3 separate regions of the Mus musculus genome follow, and regions 1 and 2 are each linked to region 3. A link is a contact called in public HiChIP or PLAC-seq data. All regions are on one chromosome and are shown on one strand. The core of a region is the stretch at or near the end of the contact, and the rest is flanking DNA. Distances in the headings are between cores, read along the strand shown.

Region 1 (3,483 bases), core at 480-2,979, 640 kb after region 3:
AAACATAAGCGGATTGTGAATTTGTGAGTGAGTGTGTGCGCGTGCGTGCGTGCACACATTTTCAGTCAGAAGTCTGAATGAAAGGAGATGTATGCAGAAGTTCTTTGCTCCACCCTTAGGGAGAGCTTAGCATCAGTCCCCGCTGGTGAGATGGGGCCCACACGTGTGCCTGGAGGAAGCAACAAAGTCTCCTGCATAGAAACAGATTCCACCTCTAGAAGGAATGTTTCTACTCAAACAAATCAATAGACCGAGTGGCCGGGGCACAGAGTAATTGCCCTCTTATATCAGCAGCTTCTGGGAAGTTAGATGTGAGTCCTGTAGCCACCTGCAACCTTCTTTCCACTCTCGGGGAGCCACTTTGCTGTGAGCGTAGGAATCTACACAGTGAAACTGGGATCCATCAGGGGTCCTAAGAGGCAGCTCCTACAGCCAGCGTTAGGAAGATAGAAGCAAAAAGAATCCCCTGGTGGTGTCTAGCTGGCCTCAGACAGAGGAAGCAGTATGCAATATATGCAATATGCCAGTTATTAAAAGCAGGAGTTTCGCAGTAATTTAATGTTGCTGTTTCTTTTTTAAGAAGCACTAGATTTAAAAATATTTGCAAGATTCTTATAACAAGTTTGTTTTTGTTTTTGTTTTTTTTTTTAAATAAGGTCCCCTTGCTAACCTAGATGTTCCTGGCAGTTGCAGGCTGCTGGGAGCCAGGCAGAGGATCTATGACCTCTGACAGGCTGCTCACACACCCAGTCCAAGGCCGCACACCCACAAGCATACAGGCAGCACTAATTAGATCCAGTTGGTTATTTTTAAAAAGAAAAAGATAAAAAGAGGTATGAAGTTTGGGTGGGGTTGTGTTAGGCGCTTCGGAGGCAGCTGGAGAGGCGAGTGGGAGAGGAGTTTATCAAGATACGCTACATGTGCATGGATGAAATTATCCAAAAATGCTATTTAAAATATCTTTTTTTAAAAAACTCCAAAATCAACTGACCCACCGCCCACCGATAATCATTTACATATTCACCTACTGACCGTATTCAATTCTTAAACGGGGGTGGGGGGAGCTGCACTTTGAGACAGTGTCTTGTTACACAACACTGGGCTAGACTGGAACACCTTACTTCAACCAGGCTGGCCTCAAACTAGTCCTGATCCCCCCCACCTCTGACTCCCGGGTGCTAGAATCTCAGGTGCACACCCACACACCCAGCTTCACTCAAGACATTTCAATAGACTGTAAATATAAATTCTAAACAAGGATAAACTTAAAAGTAAAAAAAAAATTTAAAGAAGCATAAAACATTTTTTAAAAGAAAATCATTTGAACAAGCCATTGTCTTTTCTCACCAGTGTGACTTATATTATGTTCCCACAGCTGTCTTGTTCGATGCCTGAATTATTCATATAGATTGTAAATATTCTTTATTTGTATACAGGATGAAAAAAAAAAAACCTGCCAGGGCAGGTGCAAGACCTGAAAGGACACCCCTTCCTCGTCCTTTTTGTTATCTCTGTTTATTAAAAAGAAACCTCCACTCCCACCACCCCCACAGGAAAGCCTTTAAAAAGTGCCTCTGGTAGAAATTTCTGGAATGGAATGAAACGTATTGCCGTACAAAAGAGGGGGAAGGGGAGACAGGAAGGTGGACTGTGTCATTCCTGAGGTGACACGGCAGCAGAGGAGGAGTCTCTTGAACTCTATAAAAGGTCATCTCCACAGCAGCCCGAGACAGACAGGCTGTGCTCCAAGTCCAGGCTACAGGCGTTGCCTCCCTACATCCCAGATGGATTTCAGTCGTCAAAGTTTTCACCGAAGTCTGAGTTCCTCCTCACAAGGCCCAGCACTCAGCATGAGTGGCTCGCTGTATAGGAAGGGGACTGTGCAGCGTCTGGGGGCTGCACCCAGCGTCTATGGTGGGGCTGGAGGCCATGGCACTCGCATCTCTGTCTCCAAAGCCGTAATGAGCTACGGGGGTGATCTCTCCAACGGATCGGACCTGTTTGGGGGCAATGGGAAACTGGCAATGCAGAACCTGAACGACAGATTGGCAAACTACCTAGAAAAAGTGCGCTCCCTGGAGCAATCCAATTCCAGACTTGAAGCCCAGATCAAGCAGTGGTACGAAACCAACGCGCCGAGCACCATCCGAGACTATAGCTCCTACTACGCACAGATTAAAGAGCTGCAAAATCAGGTGAGCCATGAAGCCTGTAATTTCTACCTCACTGTTTAGTTGCCTAATGGATTGAGAGATGTATGCTAGGTGAATTCGAACACATGAAGCAGATTAGGTTGAAATGTATAATTGAAAAAAAAATGTATTTTATCATGTGGTATCTGTAAACAGGATGAGTCTAACTCACATTTTTTCTAAAACTTCAACTAATTATATATAAAATATGATCATTTTATCATCCAAAATTGCAGTTCAAATCTTTGTTATGGCTTACAATATAAGGTCTTCATTGTGGATAATCTTATTTTTCAAAGACCTCCAATGGTTTCTATATGTGAGTTTGCCAGTAGTCTTTACTAACTTTGAAGACTCAAGTTGATTTAAAGAGATTTTTCATCTTTCATTATATGAATGTTATAACAAATATATTAACCTACTATGGGTATAAATAACAAAAGGGTTCAGGGTGGATACAGATTACAGATATTAATGATATGTATACTGATTGATAAATAGTTGTGTGATAGGGGATGGATGGATGGATGGATGGATGGATGGATGGATGGATGAACTGCTCTTTGATACAAGATCTGTGTATCCCAGGCTAGTCTGGACCTCACCATCCTCCTGCCTCCACTGCCTCAGCACTGGGGTTAAAGAACTGTGCCACCATACACGGTTCTGATACCTGGATTTTTTAGTGTCTTATTTAATTATCTCCTCACTATCACCAAGCATTTTATAATGCACCTCTGTGATAATAAAATGTTCTATTGCCCCCAATTTAAGTTTATTACAGTCATATCACAATCTGTTCCTGTGTCATCCATGGTAGGTGGGGTTCCCCTTTCTATAAAGCCAATGGAATAAAAGTGGGAGACTTCGCTCCTGACTGAGGACCTCAAGCATCGGCACACACCATTTGCCCAGCCCCGGGGTTCTTATCTCATCAGGAAAAGCCTCCCCTTGGGTTTTGTTTAAATCTCGAAATGATTGCAAAGGCCTTTAGAGCAAAGACCTTTGTCTTAACCACAGGCCTCTTGTCTTGAGTTCTGTTTGAATTACAGGCATCAATGCAGCTTAATTCAGACTTCATAGCCCATGAAGCTGTGTGGTGCTTACATTGCCCTTCTCATCAACAGGACGGTCCTTCAGGCTTCTCGATACAACACAAAATTCAAATTAAGCACTTCTCTCATGGTTGACGCTTTTGAATTGACTTGGGGATTACCCATAGTACTTAGGCACAGCCATTAGTGACCAGTGGTTAGGGACCTCTCTCCAGGAATAGCCGCTGAAAGGGATA
Region 2 (3,599 bases), core at 360-2,859, 560 kb after region 3:
ATATTGTTAGTCATTCCCTCTTCTTTTCCCACAAGTTCGAGCACACCCATACCTGAAATCACCTTCAGTCACCATAGGGCATCCCAATAACACCTACAAGTCATGTGCCCCTCTGTTGTGTACTGTATTCCAGACACAATTAAACTAAATTATTTCTGTAATATTGAAACAAGAACTCAGTAGGGAATGGTCATCTGTTCACTAAACCACTTCACATTCTTTCCTTTTCCACAGGAAGTTAATTCCTTACAGTGCCAACTAGGGGACAGAATCAACATTGAAGTAACAGCTGCCCCTTCTGTTGACCTAAATCAAATCCTACAAGAAATGAGATGCCGGTACGAGTCCATCATGGAGACAAACCGTAAAGACGTAGAAGAATGGTTCAATACACAGGTTGGGAGAGCCAACAAGTCAAAAAAATCCATAAGCTCCATATGTCTACGAGTCCTTAGATATGTTATGCTTCCTTGCAAATTACCTGGAATCTCTGTGTTTCAGATGGAGGAACTGAATCAACAAGTAGTGAGCAGCTCTCAGCAGCAGCAATGCTGCCAGAAGGACATCATAGAGCTGAGACGGACCATAAGTGCCCTCGAGATTGAGCTGCAGGCCCAGCACAGAATGGTACCCAACAGGATGACCAAGCCTAACCTTACACCGGTGGCAACAGTCCCCGGTGACTGAGTGTTACGCTATTTCCCAAACTGTGTCTATTAGTTAAAGGGTCTGTGACTAGAAAAGAACTTCATGGTCAAGTAAGTCTTGGAAATGTTGGATTTCACAAAGGCTAGCCTTTCTGCAAGCTAGCCTACAAAGTGGCATGTGCCATGGATCTCCAAGGAGGTGTGCAGGACTCAGCATTCCAAAACTTATTTGATTATGGGTGCTTTCCCTCTCCTCCCCAGAGTATGTCACAGTGACCATGACCCATGGAAAACACTTTTGGAATCACCAGGAAAGCATTAGATTTCTCTTATGCAAAGCATTATCGTAAACTCTCATATTGGGATTATGACACAACATTCTGAAAGAGGTGACGTAAAACCATTCACCAACTTTACTGATGACATTCTAAGAACCAGGGTGGTTTTCCCAAGCCAGAACCACAATACAAGCCATCACACCCTACTCACAGATGGAGACACTGAGGTCCCAAAGCTATGAGTGACCTTCCCAAAGTCACCAAAGGAATGAGTCAGGATCGGATCCCACTGCCAGCATCTCTGCTTCTTGAGACTGCGACTCAGAAATAAGACAGTACTCAAAAGTCCTGCTAGGAGCGGCAAGCATGTCCTGCTCGGAGCGGCAGGCATTAGCAAAACCCTCCCCAGGTTACATCAGCTGCTACTCATGAGATGTTGGGCAATTCCCTGAACCTCATTTTTCTCATCTGTAAAAGTTGAGATAACCCCGTGAATAACCAAGGTTATTAAAACCTAAAACCCCGCCATTATCTGTAGACTTACAAAATGATAGAACAAGAAAGAACTTGACCCATTCCAGTTTCAACACTCATATTTTACTTATAAAGGAATTGACACACTGAGGCAAATGATTCTAGTTAAACATTGCTCACTTCCTTTCAAAGGCTCAAACGCAGGCTGAATGAGGTGTCCTGGTATGATTTTAATGCCTGAGCCTTCAGTGAAGTGAGGTGGGGGTTTTTTCTCTCTCATGAGCCAGAGGAAAAGAGACTAAGTGGTTTTAAAAAAAAAAGACAAAGAGAAATAAACCAGAGAGATAGGAAAGAGAAGGGATAAAGGAAAGCAAACATTTTTGTTTGGATTTATTTGGTTAGGAAGTAATAAAGGACTTAGAGAACCCTTAGTACTGTCACAGAGAAGCTATCGTTTAAAATGGCTTTAACCGTGACCTTCTGGGAAGTTTAAAGGAGTCATTAGAGTCTGTATGCCTCCTCTTCCATAGAGAGAGTCCCAGGAATGCATCCTGACGGAGACGGAGGCCCGCTACACAGCCCTGCTGGCCCAAATCCAGAGTCTGATCCACAACCTGGAGGCTCAGGTGGCAGATATCCGCAGTGCCCTGCAAAGACAGAGCCAGGAATATGAAGTTCTGCTAGACATCAAGTCCCGGCTGGAGTGTGAGATAGCCACATACCGAAGCCTTCTTGAGAGCTTAGATGGCAGGTATGTAAAATTAAAGCAACATAGATGAAAGAAATGTGTGTGTTACAAACACACACACACACACACACACACACACACACACACACACACACGGGAAATAGAGCATCCATTCAAGAACTATGCTTCGACTTTCTTGACAATAAGGGGGACATCTGGATGGAGATTATCAAATATTCTCTAAAGACCTTCAATTGTAACATAGTCCTAACTTGAGATGTGTGTGGAACTAAATCGGTTTGAAGAGATGCATACCAAATTAATTCCTCATAGGTTGAATCTCACTAAGACATGGGACTCAACCTGTGGGCCGCGTCCCCTTTGAGGTCAAACAACCCTTTCAACAGGGGACACCTAAGACCATATGAAATATTAAATGTTTACAGTATGATCCGTAACAGTAGCAGAATTATGAAGTAGCAACAAAAATAACTTTATGGTTGGGGTCACCACAGCATGAGGAACTGTATTAAAGGGTCAGAGCACTAGGAAGGTTGGGAAACGTGACCTACGTTGAACATGGGACTTTGCTGATGTAAGAAAGGACAACCCTGGTCCAGTAGAGGCACGCAGTGCGTGCTCAGGCTGAAACCCCCAACCCTGTCTAGATGTGAGCCTTCACCCCAACAGCAGCGTGCTGACAAGGGTTTCCACATCCTTTCATTTACAAATTAAGACTTTGTATGTTTTTTAGTGATAATAAGACAGCCAACCCATCCAGAATTCAACTAATCATGAGTTTGTTGAAGCAACTCAGGCCAAACTAACCCCACAAAAACCTCATTGAAACTGCAAAGGACACCAACTGTGCCACAGTAATCAGTCACCTTCGCTCGCTGTGTTCTCTTGTGTACACAGCACAAGTATTAAGGGGCACTATTCCTTTAAAGAACTATAGCATAGCAAAGACCACCAGTTACCCAGTAAAAATCATGTATTGTAAAAAGAATGTTTAGTGCAAACTATTGGCTACTCCAACTATATATATATATATAACATACAGACATTCACAAGGGGCACTTTGACACTTCCTGGTGATATGCTAAAGATTCCTCTGTAAGTAGCGTTCAGACCACCTCTAATTGTATAACAAACTCCCCCCACACCAGAAAATGACCTAACTCATCTCCATTCGCCAGATAGAAAGCCCCTCCACTCTCTGCATACCCTTTATGGGAGTTAAGTCCCCATTGTGTCCATTCTGACCACACAAAACTAAAGTTCAGGAGGGCTTGACTGCTTCAGCCAAGGTCACCCACTAGCAAACAAGAGAACTGGGCCCTGCCCCTGTCTTTGATTGCTGGTGCAGTGTGTTTCCCATGGAGCTAGAATAGCAGTTGAACCCAGGTAATACTTCTCAAGCCAGGAAGCTATCTTCCAATGGATCTGCTCTAATTCTCAATCTTCTGCTAACTACAGCACAAAATGAATGAATGAGCATTTAGTGGTGAT
Region 3 (3,618 bases), core at 526-3,025:
CCTGTCACCTCATGTTCTTGCTGCCATGCCTTCTCAGCCATCATGGACTGCACCCTTGAACTGTGAGCCCGGAACACACCTTTCTTTCCTGAAGTTGTTCTTGTCTGGTGTTTGGGTATGGCAATGAGAAAAATAACTGCCACAGAGGCTAAATGGGTTCTCTAACCTTCTAGCCCTCGCTATGGTACAGGTTCTTTAGGGGTTCTTTCCCTGAGACCAGAGGCCCCTGTGTTTGGGCCACCTGAATGTCCTGATGCAGCTTAGGGAATGACACTAGAGCCTAGCGGTGACTCAAAGAACACAGCTGAATTATCTTTAAGAAGATAATATGACACCTTCAGCAAGAGGGGGCAGTATCAGAAAATTCAAATGCAGGTACCCTGTCTTTTATAAGCAAGGAGGCTATATCTGCTGAAGAGTTGTTTCCCATGTAGTGCTGGGGCTAGGGATTGCAGTATTGCATCTGTTCACTCAGTGGGTGGACATAAGCTCATGGCTGGGCATTTGGCTCTTGTAACTCATCTGCAAACTATATTTTCTAGGATCATGGCTCTTGGTGTCACAAGAGTCCCTCTTCTGTGAAGACTCTTTTTCTACTCCAGATAGCTTTGGGCAAGCAGCCACCCCAGAACTCTACCCATTGGTTGTCCAACCTTCAGTACTGGCACCTACTTCAAAGACAGATACTGATGGAATAACCCTTGCCCCAAACCTGTGGACTCTCTCAGTAAAAGCTGACATCTCAGTTCCTGGCCAGAGAAGAACAAAGAAAGAAGATTGCTGTTCAGAGAGCTGCTGGCTGCTCATCTGCCTCTGCCACCACAGGTCCAGAGTGTGTCGCCCTGTGCCAGAGGGTAGAGGCCCATACAAAGAGCTGGTCCAGGTGTTGGAGGATGAGTCTGGCATGGAGGCTCAGCAGGGGTCTCTGGGGGAGTAACTCTGTGCTTGGAAAGTGGTAGTACTAATGGTGGAACATTTACAGGGATGCCCCCTCCTTTAATGGCACAAAGCCCCCAAGTTAGCCTGTTCAGCAATTCTGAATGGAATGCTCTAGGACCAGAAAAGAAAAGCCTAATCTTTCCTATCTGGACACCAGGCCTTGGGGACTGCTAATTTCTAGGACTGGATCTAGGGAGAACAACTCATATAGCACTAGTAAAGAGCATAGAGGGCCCCAGGTTCCCTGTCACTGGGTGTGGGGGTGTAGTGCTTCTGGGGACACCTAATGAGAACCAGCAAAAGGGGTTCTACAGTTCAAGAGTCCGGCTGAGGTGGCTCCCAGACTGTGCAGGAGTCCTCTAGGCCTAAACCTATCTCTTGGTTCTGGGAGAACTTGATTCTGAGATCTTCTCTTCCCAGCCCCTAATCCCCTTTGCATGCAGGGTTCTGTATTCACCCTGCAAGGCATAGGAGCTCCATTCTTGATGATAACTTCCCAGATGTCTGTACCAAAGAAGAGTTAAGGTGAAATGTGCTTCCTCCCACTCTGAGAATGTCTGTTTCCTGCACGTGATTGACATGCCAAATGAGTCTCTATGTACCACAGGTGTGTGGCCTACCCACCCAGACCTCAATCATGCATCCACATCAACCCTGTAATCCTGGTATTCATGTAGAAGAACCCACCCCACAGAAGGGGGAGGGCAGTTCTTTGCTGAGCCCCAATATCTGGGCTCTAGTCCAGACTTCTCAAGGGTGTGGAGAAGACCTTGTAAGCAAACACATTACTAATTCCCCCTTGGAGTATTGCTATTTATACCAGTGAAATAAGTAGGCACTGTCTAAAGACAAATGAGTAATGGGAAAGTTTAGTTCTCAGGATTGCTGAAGAGGCCTGGCAACCCTTTGCTGTTCATGAACAAAGCAAATCCCATTAGCAAATCTCACTCTGTGAGATGTGAAGTCTCTCCAGGATCTCAAAAGGCAGATTGTATAATCCTCTTTTGCCACAGAGAAAAGGAGAATCCTGTGACTTAACTGAAACCTGTGAGGAGGCCCGAGCCTGCATGCCTGTCTCCGAAGGGTTGCTCTTCACTCCAGCGTCTTTTCTCACACTCCTTTCTCAGACCTCCAAGTCACCACTTCCCAGCCTCCACTAAAGTCAGAACCATCTAGAGAGCTGATATCTGGACTTTACTTGCCAGGATACTGATGCTGTTGGCCTGAAAGTGACTGGGAACAGACTCTCTAGTCATTGACCAGGGTCTGGTCTATTGCAACTCCCATGCTTAGAAGCTGTTTGCATTGGGTTTAGAAGACATTATGTCTGTTCCAGATGTTTCTCACCCCTGTATGTACAACTGTTCCCTGTGCTCTAAGAAGTCAGCCCATCTTACCACGAGTCACAGGTTCCTGGGACACTTGTGCAAACCCTGTCTGTTGGTCCTGACCTGATATAGTAGGTTCAGGCTGGGACCTGAAAATGGGTATTTCTAAGAAGTTCCCAGGCAATGCTGTTGCTAATGGCTAGAAAACTGAGCATTGGCAACAATTCCCTGGAGGATGACAAAACCTGCTTACACAGGAGTTCAGACACAGGTCTTTCCCACTAAAGTCCGGAAGCGGACCTACATTTGTATTGTGTTCCTTCTCTATATTGGCTTCCTCCTCCTAATGATTCCTAGTGGTCTCACATGGAGCCATATCTTTCTGGGGTCCGTGGCAGCACCAGAAAGTGCAGGGGTTGGCTCAGGAGAGGAGCACACATCTCTGAAAGAGAATGATTGCCAGGGTTGCGCAAGCTGCTTTCACCCTTTCCGGGGCCTACCTGATTCCTTCAGACTCACAGTCCAGCGTGGCCCTGGGGGCTCTAGGAAAGCATCTTGGGACTGGTGAGAGGAAGCTATATGTGCACCATGGCCACACTTCTTTCTTCTTTTTCAAGGGTAGGTCTATAGCATACATTACCCGTTGTGAATTTGTAGAATAAACTGATGCGTTAAAAAAAAATCCACTGTCACACATTTGGAAAGCAGGGCCAAGGTGAGTGTGGGAGCTACCTCTTATTGCCTCCCAAGAGATGATTTTATGCATCTCTTTCCAACTCCTCACTCAGAGACACATTACTGGCTTCACTATAGTGGAATATTTATACCACACAAATGGCACACCAAATAAATTAGCATTGATTGCCCTTTCTTTTCTGAAGAGTGAATTCATAAGCACATCTCTGTTTGGGTATTTATCTTTTTTCACATTGCTAAGAATGTGAGATGTCGATTCATTGGCTTAACACGCAAGTGTCTTTTCTTGACCACATTGTATTTATCACCAGTGTATTAAACACATACAGGTGGAACATCTACCTTGCATCTGGGCTCTGGGGCAATGAGACATGATCAGGTAAGTGGTAGGGAGGATGGGACCACAGTGCCAAATGGCAGGAGAAACCTGATAATCAGAGAGAGAGAGAGAGAGAGAGAGAGAGAGAGAGAGAGAGAGAGAGAGAGAAGAAAGAAGAAAGAAGAGGACGAGGAAGTAGAGGAAGAAGAAAAAGAGAAGACAAGAGGAGAGATAGAAGAGAAGAGAGAAGAGGAGAGGAGAGGAGAGGAGAGGAGAGGAGAGGAGAAGAGAAGAGAAGAGAAGAGAAGAGAAGAGAAGAGAAGAGAAGAGAAGAGA

Evidence for each region. HiChIP or PLAC-seq counts read pairs in DNA pulled down with a chosen protein or histone mark.
Region 1: a contact with region 3 is called in a FOXA1 HiChIP or PLAC-seq map of pancreatic cancer cells. The contact joins the promoter of Krt20 here to the enhancer-like site in region 3. A contact is called at or near these places in 8 of 39 promoter capture datasets (the HPC-7 cell line, cranial neural crest, embryonic stem cells and 4 more), 1 of 115 datasets of contacts at active chromatin or transcription factors (pancreatic cancer cells) and 2 of 9 other capture datasets (liver and pancreatic islet).
Region 2: an HNF4G HiChIP or PLAC-seq map of pancreatic cancer cells shows a contact between it and region 3. The contact joins two enhancer-like sites. A contact is called at or near these places in 1 of 39 promoter capture datasets (embryonic stem cells), 1 of 15 datasets of contacts at CTCF or cohesin (the NIH/3T3 cell line) and 1 of 115 datasets of contacts at active chromatin or transcription factors (pancreatic cancer cells).

Annotation. Positions count from the first base shown.
Region 1 is chr11:99,436,399-99,439,881 of GRCm38.p6, reverse strand. Krt20 (keratin 20) reads left to right here and starts at 1,729. Exons shown (of 8, transcript NM_023256.2): 1 at 1,729-2,195. The coding sequence starts at 1,785.
Region 2 is chr11:99,515,016-99,518,614 of GRCm38.p6, reverse strand. It overlaps Krt39 (keratin 39), which reads left to right. Exons shown (of 7, transcript NM_213730.3): 4 at 235-396; 5 at 502-627; 6 at 1,930-2,150. Among named protein-coding and RNA genes, the nearest start is that of Krt39, 4.5 kb to the left of the region's middle. Within about 2 kb of position 1,609, at least 5 of the 459 cell types and tissues checked have an H3K27ac peak or open chromatin away from gene starts, as enhancers often do. A contact at or near this core is called in pancreatic cancer cells, where this site is marked.
Region 3 is chr11:100,072,143-100,075,760 of GRCm38.p6, reverse strand. No RefSeq gene overlaps it. Among named protein-coding and RNA genes, the nearest start is that of Krt32, 14 kb to the left of the region's middle. Within about 2 kb of position 1,775, at least 9 of the 459 cell types and tissues checked have an H3K27ac peak or open chromatin away from gene starts, as enhancers often do. A contact at or near this core is called in pancreatic cancer cells, where this site is marked.